Linked DNA regions of Sus scrofa: region 2 is linked to region 1. Evidence: chromatin contacts called from public targeted proximity ligation data. All regions are on one chromosome and are shown on one strand. The core of a region is the stretch at or near the end of the contact, and the rest is flanking DNA. Distances in the headings are between cores, read along the strand shown. Region 1 overlaps ADCY9 (adenylate cyclase type 9). Region 2 overlaps ADCY9 (adenylate cyclase type 9).

Region 1 (6,841 bases), core at 4,132-6,631:
CCTTTAGAAGGAAGGAGAATTTCGAAACGGCATATTCTTCCAGTCGGCTGTTAATGTTTCTGAGAATCTTGGGGCAGGGCTGATGAGTGTAAGGGGATCAGAGCCCTTCAGCCGTCAAAACGTTGAAGCCCCATAAGAAATTGCCTCTACGATCCATTTGGTTGCCCTTAAGCCCCATCAAAATGTTTTTTTCTGTGACTTTTTCCCAAAAAGGAAGGATAAAACGTTTCTCCTCTCTAGGCCTCACTTTGCTGGGATGAGGAAGTTGGCTCAGCCCTGGAGGACTCTTGAGAATTAGATGGAATTAGTGTGTACCCCTGAGTGTATACTGCCTCTTGCCTGGGTCTTTTTTTTTTTTGAAAAAAAGCTTGCATTTTCAGCTTTCATTTGTTTAACGATGCTTTCCTATCAAGGTATTTGTCTTATAGGCTGCAGCGTTTTAGCATGTTGACCTTCCTAAACCACCGGGTGACTCAAAAGTGAGACGCGTACCCAGAGCATGCTTAGACCCCCCTTCTCCCAGCTCCTCTGATGTGCGGTGGGTTGCTTGTCCCTGCCTTAAGCTCCTTGCTGCTATTCTTGATGTCCTCACTGAGCCTTTGCTTTTCTGTTTCTTATTTTCACCTCGGACAAAAACCTTTGAGGTCTGGGAAGTGACCAAAAGTAAGTGGGACCCAAAGTAAGAATCCTAAGTAACTAACGTTCTCTCCCTTCCTTTTGAAAAACCATCTTATATTTGACTAAACTCTTCCGGCCTGAGGGGAACATCTGTTTTGGAAGTACGTAGAGAAAAGCTACCGTTGGGAAGGCTGTATTGTGTCTTGTGGGGCCCCACGCTGCATGATTACACAGTGAAAAGCCCCAGGAAAGGGAATCCTGGGGGGAGGAGTAGCAGCTTAAATCAGAGACCAGAGAAGTGAGGTGTAAATCAGCCACGGTAAGTGGTTAAGTTTGGGGGCTGGGCTGGGTTGTCAGCCTTCACACAGCCCTCTGTGTTCAGCTGATTCTTCCTTTCTCTGCTTGCGATGGGGGTTCCCCCTGTCCTTTATTATTTGCTATCTGGGGAGGGTGCTCTATCCCTCTCCTGTTCTTTCTTTCTTTCTTTTTTTTAAATTAATTTTGCTAGCAGTTGAAGGATTTGTGGGTAGAGTAGAAAAATATTTTCCCTTGCTGATATCTCTCTGCCCAGACAGCTTTCAGTGCTACCCTGCTGAGGTCAGATGACACTTTGTGATTCACTTGAGAGATGCTGCCAGGACAAGTATCTTTCTCTGTAGGAGGGGGCGCTCCGGATCTGAGGGGGCCAGTGGAGCGGGCTGTGGGGGTGATCCCTGCTCAACGTTTTGGCATCTTTAGGATCGGAGCGTTGCAGGCTCTGTCCTCAGGGGTCGTGGGACACATTCCAGAGAATGGAGCTGCGCTGTGCTACATTAGAAGAAGGACGACAGGGACAGCAATTTTGTAAGTGGTACTTTGCATGTCACACGTCAGAACAGATGTAATCATTTGGTAGGTCTGGAAATTGCCAAGTCTGTGACTCTTTGGTGAGACCTGTTTTTGGTTAGTTTACGTGTAATGTTATTTTCAACATACAGAGCAGGGCTCTCAAAGACCCTGACCAGAAGACATGCCAGAATGCGTTTGTTGACTCTCTTAAAAAGATTCACACACATGGTGTAAATTTGGTACAAATTAACTTTTTCCTCACATTTGTGGACACTGTATATTTACAAGGCAAAGTGTTAGCAGTGGGTGGGAGATAGGGAAATACAGAAGGCAGAGCTACACGGGTGAGTTTTATATGGTCTTCTCTCTTTTAGCATTTGCCCCGAGACCGGGATTTTTGCTTTATTCAGCTCATTTTGAAAACCTCTGGATGGGACTCCAGTGCTAGAGGCTGTCTCCACAACTTCCTGACCATTTTTTGACACTGCACGGTTCAGTTCTCCTGACCGGGTGCAAATCTGCTGCACTGAGCTAAGAGCATAGTTTGCAGAAGATCCTTTCCAGCCAGTGGGTGAAGGTTTTATTCGTTGGATTCCTTTTAGCCCATCTTTGGGTTTGTGGCAGATGGTTTCTTTGGGCAGTAGCTTTTCCTCTGTCCCCTTTCCTCCGTGGAGGACTCTATAGAAATGAGCGGCTTTAGAGGAAGCCGGGGACTCCAGCGCTGGCCTGGCAGCGGGATGGGAAGCGGCTCCTCTGTGGCGGGCTCTGTGGGAGTGGCCTTCGATTGTTTCTGCACATCCACTCACCCTTCAGACGCCTCTCCTGTGCTCTTACAGCGTCTGGCACTGTGGTTCCAGCTCTCGGTCGTAGAGACCGTGGAGTCAGGAAGGCTGCGGAGAGGGGCACATCCCTGAGGCGGATCTTGAGGTGGCAGGGGCTGTCCCGGGGGGTAAGAGCACTTCTGGGGCAGTGGGGGAAGCGTGGGCAAAGGCTGGGAGTTAGGGTTCTTGCTGGGCTGGACCGTTTAAGTCGTGCCTCAGGCCGAGGAAGGCTGTGATCACACAGGAGGGACCTGGGAATGGAAGCCGCTGGTGGGCTTTTAGCAGGAAGCTTAGGTGATCTGATTTGCAGTGTGAGAACGTTTGCTCTTTCCGTTCTAGGGCATGTGGGTTTGGAAGGGCTGAGGCTGGAGATGAATGAGCTGTTTGAGTAAATCCCAGGTGGGGTGACGGTGACCTGGACGCAGGTCACCACAGTGGCCATGGCGATGATGGGACAGATGTGAGCAGAGGTGAGATCAGCTTGATTGGACTTAGAGCCAGATGGAAACAGGTGACTCGAGGCGGCGAGGGCTTGATTGTTTGACGATGGCTTTTCAGGTTTTTGGAGTTGACCTGGGGACAGTTGGGCATTAGGGGTGGGTGAGAGGCCATTCAGGTTTCTGTGCTGTGAATGGGAAATGCAGGATCAAATAGGCCGTGAATGTGTTCATTCGTTTATATAGCAAAGAATTGATTTAGTGGTGGGCGCATTTCTAGGTGCTGGGGGTACCGCGGAGACCAAACCAAACAAAAACGTCCTCCGCCCTCCTCGTTCTTCCCGTCTCAGAGGGCAGATGGACAGTAAACAAGTAAAACACAAGGTTTGTGTTAGGTTCTAAGGGACAACATGAAGCAGGAGGGAGGATGTGGCGTGTGTGTGTGTGTGTGTGTGTGTGTCTGAAATTTTAGATAGGGTGGCCAATCTCAGAGAAAGAAGGTTGGAAGAATTTTCAGCGTAGAACTAAGATTTTGGAGATGATCCAGACCGTGATGGGTAGTTATGGTTAAAGATTAGGGAGAGATGGGAGTTCCCGTGTGGGGCAGGGGGCTAAGGCTCTGGCATTGCTTCACCTGTGGTGTGGGTTCCGTCCCTGGCCTGGGAACGTCCACATGCAGCAGTCGCAGCCCCCAGAAAAGAACAAAAAAAAAAAGAGGGGAAATTGTCTGCTTTGAGAGATGGGAAGAAGGAAGGGCCCTTCCACACCGTTTGGTGTCACCCACCCAGCCCGAGAGGGTCCGGGCTGTTGTGTTCTGCCTTGGGCCTCAGGCAGTAGGGGTGCGGAATATTGTCTAGAACTGCTGGCTTTTCCTTTTGGAGAGAGTCACAGAGGGAGTCACACTGTCGGAAAATACCGATAGACATCTTTCCCCTCTTGCATCTTAGGACGGAAAAAGCAAGGCGCCAGTCACTGGAATTCTCACCAGCACTCGTGTGTTGGTAGAAGGGTGATGGGGGCTGTGGCTTTGTTAGATGCAGAAATGAGGCTTCCCCCCAAACCAAGCTTTTAGGCTTGTGCCGCAGCTCACGGGGAGGCCTGCCAGTGTGCCCTGGGAGAGACGGTCGCCCAGTGGCCACCTCAGTGACTGAGACCGTCACCGTGTGCCAATAGGTGGCACCGGGGGGAGTCCCTCTTTAGGCTAGCCCCTGTCTGGGGCCACTCCTCAACAGTGGGCAGAGGCACTCAAGGCACTTCAGGCTTTGCCATCAGCTGTCCCAAACGAGAAGTCTGGCTTCCCGGTTCCCTGTCAGCTACAGCGCAGAGCCCTGGCTGTGTACTAGTTTGGGGTGCAGTTTGCTTGTTCAGGTGCACCCCTGGCTTCACTTGGTAGCTTGGATCGCTTGTCTCCAGCTAAGCTTATGATGTACCACCGCAGTGCCTGCCCATAGCTGACCGCTCAGTGTCCCCTCTTAAGTCATGTTGAGGAGAAACTCCATGCTCCCCTGCATCCTTGAGTGGACTCTCTTGTGCAGGTCGGAACAGCCTCTCGGGTACCAAGGGGCAGCGATAAGAGGAAGCAGAAAATTTGGCTTGACATCTGGGCTCAGAGATGAAAGACCGCTGTGGTCAGTGCTCAGGCAGCCCCTGTTGACAGTTTTTTCAGGCTCCTTCACTCAAAATCATACGGCTTCCAGAAGGAGCACATAGCTATAAAGCCTGAAGACCAGCTTTTGAGTAGATTTAGCCTTCGGCTGAGAAAGTTAAGGATATTGTTGGCAGAATTGCCTGTGGAATGAAGGGGGAAGCAGGTCATTTTTTCAGGTAGAATAACTAAGAAAGGGAAAACTTACCAAGAAGCAGATAGAATAGGTAGAGGAATTTCGGGCTTCTCTTCCTCTGACCAGCCTGGTTCAAATCATAATTGTCTTTCTACTTGCTGGCTGGTGTCACCTGTATACTCTGCTGTGGAAAAAAGAACACAGTTCACCTTGTCTCGTGGGGTGGATGTCCCTGAATTTTTACCTCCCTGTGGGTTGGTGATTTCCAGGCTGGGATTCCTGTTGGGATTTCCGTGTCGTGTGAGCGTGGCCATGAGTCCTCAGGTCCTGCAGGTCCGCCCTCCTGGAAGTGGCAGGAAGCTGCTGATACCGGAAGAGCCTCCTGGAGTGGCTCCCCATCCCTGTGACTCCCGGCATCATTTGTGTCTGAGCCCCTTGAGGATCTTTCTCAGGATGAACCAGCTTCCGCGGAGGGAACTTTGTACAGAGGCGAGTGTGTTTTCAGCAGGCTGCCCGGGGCTACTGTAGGCAGCGGAGTGGGCCATGCGCAGGGGTAGCCTTGCCCTAGGAAGGCTGGAGAAGCTGGGGCAGGCTTGCTCACATTCCTGGTAAACGGCCCCCGCCAAGCCAGTTGGTGGCCAGACTCAGGTCAGTGTGGGCAGAGGAAACTGTACTTTGTAAGACAGGCTCGCTCTTGTACCTCAGGTGTTTGCTGTTTCCCCTGATATTTGCTGGCATTGTGCTTGTAAGGAAGTGCCCAGAAACCTCTGCCCAAGTCAGGGGAGAGACTCATTCCCTTAGAATAGTCTGGAAGGTCAAGGCTCCAGAGGCTGGTGGTGGTGGTGGCAGTAGCTGAACCCAGAGGGGAGGAGTCGGGGATGAGAACAGACTTGGGAAAGGGTGGAATTTTGGGCCTGGGCTGGTCAGGAACAGCTGCGCCCTGGCTTCTGAGCCTTCCCACAAGGCAGCGGTTCTCAGACTTCCTGGTCTCAGGACCCCTGTTCCTCCCTTGAAATGATTGAGGGAGGCAAAGAGCTCTGGTTCATGCCCCTTATCTATTGATATGGCCCATGCTGTTATCTATTGATATGGACCATATTAGCAGTTGAAGTTGAGACATTTAAGTAAATCTTTCCTTAATTCATTTCAGAATAATAGTAAATCTCTGTGCCCCTGGCATATTAAGGTAAATAACATAATTTTATGGAAAGAACTACATTTTCAAAAAAACTTTCAGTAGACAAATTTGGAGAGAAGAATGGCAGTGTTTTCTATTTCTGCAAATCTCTTTTATGTCTGGATGAATCAAAAGCTGCTGGGCATTTAAAAATTGTGGTAAAATACACTTAACAAAAATTTACCATGTTAACCACTTTTAAGCCTGTCAGCTGGATTTTCTTAACCGCTTGAGCATTCCGTTTGCTGCAGTGTATTAGAGAGTGTGTAGAAAATCCGGCTCCACAGAGGTGTGTAGTTGGAAAACGGAGGAGCATTTTAATAGCCTGTTTAGATAGCTGGGGATGTTTTTCTTTGCTCCTGCACCAGCACCCTAGAAGGGGTAGTTTCTTCAGGGTTAGTTGCAGCATGGAATCTGAAACCCCACGAAGCCGTTTTTTGTCTGCTAGCAAAACCGTGTTGGCTTTTTGAACCAGCCTTTACTCAGGTGTGAGTTTTTGTGTCATCAGACTTGGGTCCTTTGGAACAGTGTGGTGTCTTGAGTTGTGTGGCGCTTCCAGATGTTGCCATAAGCGAAGTCTTTAAATATTGAGAAGATGTCAGCTTCACAGTGGTGGGTAAAAGCTTTCCAAAATTCTGGTTTTCACTTGAAAACTTGAATTTCCTCACTGGCAGCAAATCCTCTCGGTTATCTTCCTGAAGCGGCAGACACATCTCGTGTGTTTTCCAGGAACCGTCTGCCGGATGCTTGAGTCGGTGTGACCGTGGTTTGTCTGTGGGTCAGGTGTAAACGAGGTTCCATCCAAACAGCAGCTCGTGCAGCTTGCAGCCCAAACAGGGGCCCAGATGCTCTTGGTGACAACCGTTTCCGGCAATGTGAGGGGTGGTTCTGCGGGCACCCCCCCATCCCTCAGAACCCTCAGGATTTAACTCAGTCATTCGACGGTGCGGCTTCCTCTGAGGACATGCTTAAGGGAAAATGACTTTCCTTCTGCGAGTGTGTGGGGCTGCAGAGCTCATCGGTCACCAGCACCACTGGGTGCTGCCGCCCCAGTTCAAAGTCAGGGACCTGCAGTTTCACCCACGCTTGCTTTGGTACCATCCAGGCCATTGTTACTGCTGAGAAAGTGTTAGTGGGAAAATAGTTTTGACCTCACAGATGCCCTGAGGAAGCCTTCGG
Region 2 (6,520 bases), core at 201-2,700, 90 kb after region 1:
CCGTTGCTGGACAGTGGAAGATCCAGCAGGGCCTCCTGTCACCCGATGACTGCGGTTAGCAGCAGGAGTAATAAGACTGGCCTCCTGCCCCCACACCCCATGTGATATGCAGAGAAGGGCCTGTCACCTCTGTGGGGTCCTTCCCTCATCCTAAAGCACAGTCCACTCGTGAGAAAAGAGACATATCCAAATTCAAGGACAGTTTACAGAATGCCTGACCAGGACACTTCAAAAGTGACAGGGCCGCCAAAGACAAGGGAAGGCTCAGGCCTTGTCCCAGACAGGAGGAGACGAAGGGGACACAGCGCTCCAAGCACGTGAGCTCCCAGGACAGAAAGGGGACGTCTGGGAGGGGCCCGGTGTGGTTCGTAGCACGGAGTCCAGGTTCGCTCCTTCGTTTTCATAACTGACCACAGTTAGTATAAGAGGCTAACATGAGGCGAGACTGGTGGGGGCCGTGGGGGGGCGTGTTGGAGAGGGAGGCCGGGGGTGGCCGTGTCAGGGGTGGGGAGGCTGGAGGTGGCTGTGCGGGGTACTCTCTGAACTGTCTTTCCCACTCTAAGTCCAAAATTGTTTCAAAATAAAACCTTTTAATATGTGTGTATAAAAATTTTGGTTTGTTTCTATACATTTGTGATGTGATATAAATATACTTGTTATGGTTACATTCTGTGTGACACGTGACTTGGAAAGGGAGGGACAGCTCAGGTGATTGGCATCAGGTAGTGCAGTGTTGCACATAAAAAACATCTTCCCAGAAGTTTCCACTGTGGCTCAGCAGGTTAAGAACGCGATGAGGATCCATGAGGATGATGGTTGGATCCCTGGCCTTGCTCACTTGGTTAAGGATCCAGCATTGCCACAAGCTGTGGTGTGGATCACAGACTCGGCTGGGATCCTGAATTGCTGTGGCTGTGGTGGAGGCTGGCAGCTGCAGCTCCAATTCAACCCCCAGCCTGGGAACCGCCATGGGCCACAGGTGCGACCTTAAAAAGACAAAAAGGAAAAAAGAAAAAAGAAATTTCCCCCAGTACCAAATATTTCCTGACTTTGACTTTCTGATGAGACGGCACGGCAGCGTGGGGACACTGTCCTTGCCCATCAGCCTCGGTCATTAACCTCGGCTGTCGTTGAGGGCTCAGGAGCCGGAGCCGTGGTCCCCTGCTCTGCACTCCGTGACCTGGTGACTTTGTGCCGGCGTCTTGCAGACGTGTGCTTTGTTTGTTGTTCTGTCTCTAGCATTCTCGGGCTGTCTGCCTTCTGTTCTTACAGCTTCTGGATGCCTTTCTTGCTCTGTAATAATTACTGCCTCTCTTTTCCTCTAATACTTGGCTTCTACTTTTTGTAGGCTTTTGTTAGCAGAAATCATCTGTTTAGGAGTATGCATGCCTGTGCCTGATCCACTAGCCCAGGGGGCATGCCTGGCTCACCCGGGGCAGGTCGCGGCCTGGGTGGCTCCTGTTCCTTGGAGAGTCACGTGTGAAGGTGGGGTCCAGGGCAGGGGTGCTGCTCGGGCTCCAGCATCCCTCTGCCATTCGCTAGCGCCTTCTCTCTCGGCCTCCGTTCCCTCTTGTGTTAAGTGGGCTGATCACGCTGCTTCCCAGGTGCTTTTGAGGAGCACACAGAGTAAAGCAGGAAAGAGCTTGGAAGCCAGAAGGGACCTCAGGAAGTCGTATTTGCCACTGTTGCCCCATCCGCCGGTTTCAACCTGGGTTCTGAGTTTGGGAAGCAGGGTCTGCCTCCCCTGGTCCTGGGACAGCTCGCTAAGCAGTCTTGTTCCGCAGATCGAACAGGCAAAGCAGAACTTTTCTGATGTTGTTTCCGCCTCTTTTCTCGGAAAAGAGATTTCCCTGCTCCCTCCCTTGACAGTTATGAGAAAGGACAGCTGTTGGCTTAGAAATGATTTCTCTTGTCAAGAGAAATAGCCTGGAAGAAAGAACTGTTTGAGAGCTCTGTGCCATGTATGCCAAACAGAATGTAGGGTACGTGTGTTGGAAGGTGTTAAAAGCAAATGCAGGCGCTCCCAAGTGTGTTGGAGAAACAGCCGTGATCTTCGGCAGAGCCCGTGCCGTTCCTGGAGGACACGGCACCGGCTCTGGGGCTGCTCCGGGGGATGCTGGGCTCCCAGGCAGCGGCCAGCACACGCCTTGGCTCCAAGAGTCCTCTGTCTTAGGAGCCAGAGCTGGTGTTGGTGAAGCTTCCCTTGGTTCCAGGATCCACTGGTGCCACTTAAAGGAAGCTGGAGGGGTCATCACTGCCGGGGTCCCTTCACGGGAACAAGGCAGAGGAGACCAAAGCGCCAGGCTTATTCCCAGGCCCTACCGTGCCCAGAAACGAGGCCAGAGAGGCTGCCTGGTGGCCAGGCCAGAAGTCGACCCCTGCCATCGATGGTCACTCCTGCCTCGCAGTTTCCATTCGGGGATTTATGGAGAGCAGGCCTGCGAGGCTGCGGACATCGCGTGAGTAAGGACCTGATGTTCTTTGTTGACATGTCCTCAGCTCCAAGGCGCTTCCAAGCCACAGCAGCTGCTGTCATTAGAACAGTGACTTTGGGAGTCATGTCTCAGAGGGTTAAGAACCTGACTAGTATCCATGAGAATGTGGGTTCGATCCCTGGCCTCGCTCAGTAGTGAAAGGATCCAGGGTTGCTGTGGCTGTGGCTGTGGCGTAGGCTGGCCCCTACCCTGGGATTTGACCCCTAGCCTGGGAACTTCCATATGCCACAGGTGCAGCGCTTAAAAAGAAAAAAAAGAGAGAGAGATACCTAAAAATAAGCGGCTGGGCAAGAGTGGACTTGCAGTGGCTGTGACCAAGGACTTCGAATGACCAGAGGCAGCAGTTTCAGAACCAGAGAGAACAGTGACCGGAAGTTTCAGGACCAGCGTTTACGGAGCACTTGCCAACACATCAGGCGTGTGCGGAGCCAAGCTTGGTCCGTGCACACTCACTCGTGCCAGCCCTCTCCCGAGGTGGATGTCACCAGTCCCCACGCTCCCCTCCCCCAGGCCAGAACGTGGCCTCATCACCCTTCTCAATTCCACCTTTGAGGAGGCCAGTGCCAGGGGGTTAGAGCTGACCTGAAATGCCTCTGGCAGGCTTTGCGTGCATGTCCTCTTTCTGCGCTTAGGATGATTTTTCCAGGGAGCTGTAATCCTGTTTTACAAAGGAGGAAACTGAGGCTCAGAGTGATTCGCATACTAAGTGGCGGAACCAGGATTCAGTCCAGGACAGTCTGATTTCAAAGCCAGTGCCTTTATTTAAAAATATATATGTATTCATGGTAGTCGATTTACAATGTTGTGTTAATTTCCACCGTGCAGCAAAATGAGTGAGTTACACATATACACATATGCATATTCTTTCTCAGACTCCTTTCCCTTATGGTTTAACACGGAACATCGAATACAGTTCCCTGAGCTCTGCAGTCGGACTTTGTTTACCCATCCTGCTCACCCTGGACTCCCGGTCCATCCCTTTCCCACCCTGTCTCCCCCCTGGGGAGACCCACAGGTCTGTTCTCTAGGTCTGTGAGCCTGTTTCTGTTTCATGGAGAAGCTCATTTGTGTCATAGGTTAGATTCTACAGCGAAGTGATATTATATGGTATTTATCTTTCTCCTTCTGGCCAAATAGTATTTCATTATATATATATGTAATGTAATATGTAACATATAATGTAATATATGTGTCATATTGCATTTCTCTAATAATTGGTTATGTTGAGCATCTTTTCATGTGCCTGTTGACCGTCTATGTATCTTCTCAAAGCAATCACCTTTAGTCACTGTTACACTTCTCTAGAGTTAATGTTTAAAAAGTAGTGAGCGATTCTGTTCAGGATTCCATCTGGTCTTTACAAGACTGGTATCAGAGAGGCCCTGAACCCTAAGGGTTTGACTCAGAGCCTCTCAAACCAGCCCAACACCCCACACTGTATCCATTCCATTCCTGGGCCACCAGTTGGCCTCTAAAAAGGCTACAGGCTGTGTTTCCCTAGAGGAGCAAGTTCCCACCACTGCCACCACCAAAGCCATTTACGCCCCCCCCCCCCACCCCAAGCCCCCTACAGCTAGGGAGGACCCTGGAAATCTTACTGGCCTGACACGTGGCCACACACACTCTTCTCTGGAGGCGGGAGCAGGGGTCACTCCATGTACATGGCATTGGTTTGTTTGTTTGTTTTTTTTCCCATTTGAGAAGATCATTAGCCCCACTGGCAACATGTTTTGAAGTTCAACTGAGTCAGTGCCAAGGGGTGCTTTATAATAATTTTTACTGACAATTAGACCATCTTGCCCTTGTTAATAATGCCCATTTTTTAAGAACCATAAGCTTTTTCTTTTACATAGGTAAAAGATGATAAGATTTTACGTAGGTAAAATCTGATCGGACGCCTCTAAAGTGGTGGGCAACTTTAGAGGCTATTGCCTGATTTGGCCAGCTCTTTGGTATGTATATTTTCACCTTTTGAATGCGTATGAACCTTCAGATTTAACGTGTGTGTTGCATCAGATTCCCAAATTACACAACTTTTTAGAATCTTTGTTTCTTTTATTTAATACAGTGTGGGCCTGAAATCGAACCTGGGATGCGACCTGAGTTATATCCTTGCCCTAAGGTGCTAAGTGACGTTTATTTAAAATTTCTGTGCCAACACCCAGCCTCCCACAGCTACTGCAGTGCTTTGCAGTTGTTGCTGCTCGGAGATTGGCGGTGAGGCCTCGTGAGTGCCCCTGCTGCACCATCTTCTCCCCCGATGCTGTCAGTCGCTATCTCAGTGACAGTTCCCCGTTGGCTGGGTCACGTGAGTCATCAGAGTACATTTATGAAGGAGGCACTGAGTGCCAGGAACGACGCCACGCCACCTACATGTGTGTTCCTGACCTCCTTACGACACGTCCTCAGGAAAAGTGTCCCCACTCTCGTTGCACACAGGAGAGAGCTGAGGGGAGGGTCTTGAATAGGGGTCTCCAAATGAGTCGGATCCAGAAGGGCTTTGAACCCTGGTTTGAGAGACACGAAAGCCTCGCCCTCTCTCCTCTACCTGCCAGTTCTTTTTCTGTGGACGTGCAGTGGCTGCACTGTAAGTTACAGGCACACGACCGAGGTGGGCGACCTGAGAGGCTAGTCCGTTAATAGTTACCGTGAACTCCTGGCTCTGTCCCCACATGAACTGTCCCATCCGTAGAGTCGCCTCGTCTTTTCCAGGTCAGCTCGTCCCTGCAAACGCCTAAGCATGGCTGGGGCTGTAAGCACGTCCGTCTGCTTGTCCTGCCTGCTTTTGGGGGGCAGCTTGTAAGGCTGCCTTCCCCATCCCCTTCCCCAAGGACCTTGGCTCAGTGTTTGCCGGAGGGTTAGCAGCTAGTTTGTTCAACAACAGCTTTATTGAGATTAGATCACATATCTTTTTTTTTTCTTTCTTTTTTTTTTTTTTTTGTCTTTTTGCTATTTCTTGGGCCGCTCCCGCAGCATATGGAGGTTCCCAGGCTAGGGGTTGAATTGGAGCTGTAGCCACTGGCCTACGCCAGAGCCACAGCCACACGGGATCCGAGCAGTGTCTGCAACCTACACCACAGCTCACGGCAACGCCGGATCGTTAACCCACTGAGCAAGGGCAGGGACTGAACCCACAACCTCATGGTTCCTAGTCGGATTCGTTAACCACTGCGCCATGACGGGAACTCCGAGATTAGGTCACATATCTTAAAATGCTCCCCTTTTAGATTGGGTGATTCCATGGGTTTTTTATGTGTTCAGAAGGTGGTGTGGCCGTCACCGTGGTCCATCTCAGGACATGGTCATTGCCCCACCAGAAGCCCCCACATCCCTGAGGCACTCCCACCCGCTTCTCCCTCACGCCTGGCAACCACTGGCCTTCTTCCCATCTCTGGGGATTTGCCTGTTCTGGCATTTTTTGCAGACGGCACCCTGCAGCGCGCAGCCTTTCGTGTCTGGCCTCTGCCACTGAGCGCGCGGGCGGGGTTCACCCGTGTTGGGGTTGCGTCAGCGCTTGGTTCCTTGGGGGACCGAGTAACATTTCTTTCTCTGGATGGACCGCCGTGTGTTGACCCGTCCGTCCGCGGATGGACACCGAGCCGCTTCTGCTGATGGGCTGTCAGGGCGCATTCACCTTCCCCGCGTCGGGAAGGGTTTCCACTTTCACGCTGCTCCCTCATTTCTAGCTCGTCCCCAAAGGCTCAGGAAGCCTTCCATTGGCTGCGCTGCTCCCTGGGGCAATGAACGGCCACAACGGTGGAGCCGTGTGACTCACACGGTGAGGTGGTGTTTCTCGAGCCAGATGTGATGGTCTGGATGTTTCTTGCAGACCTGCCCGTCCTGCGGAATCACCTTTGCTCCCAAGTGGGAAGCGGGCGCAGAAGGCGGAGCGGTGCAGAACGGCTGTCAGGAGGAGCCCAAGAACGGCACCAAGGTACCAGCCCCCGCTGGGTCCCCGTCGGCGCCTCTCCTCGCGCACCCACCGAAGCCGGCCTCCTGTGTGGTCGGCATCGCGGTTCTGAGGG

The links.
Region 2: a targeted proximity ligation map of skeletal muscle shows a contact between it and region 1. A contact is called at or near these places in 4 of 47 Hi-C or Micro-C datasets (brain, embryonic fibroblasts, fetal heart ventricle and 1 more) and 1 of 2 datasets of targeted methods (skeletal muscle).

The regions. Positions count from the first base shown.
Region 1 is chr3:38,175,955-38,182,795 of Sscrofa11.1, forward strand. The region is part of intron 3 of ADCY9 (adenylate cyclase type 9); the gene reads left to right. Among named protein-coding and RNA genes, the nearest start is that of ADCY9, 62 kb to the left of the region's middle.
Region 2 is chr3:38,269,606-38,276,125 of Sscrofa11.1, forward strand. ADCY9 (adenylate cyclase type 9) reads left to right here. Exons shown (of 13, transcript XM_021086711.1): 6 at 6,325-6,429. Among named protein-coding and RNA genes, the nearest start is that of CREBBP, 120 kb to the right of the region's middle.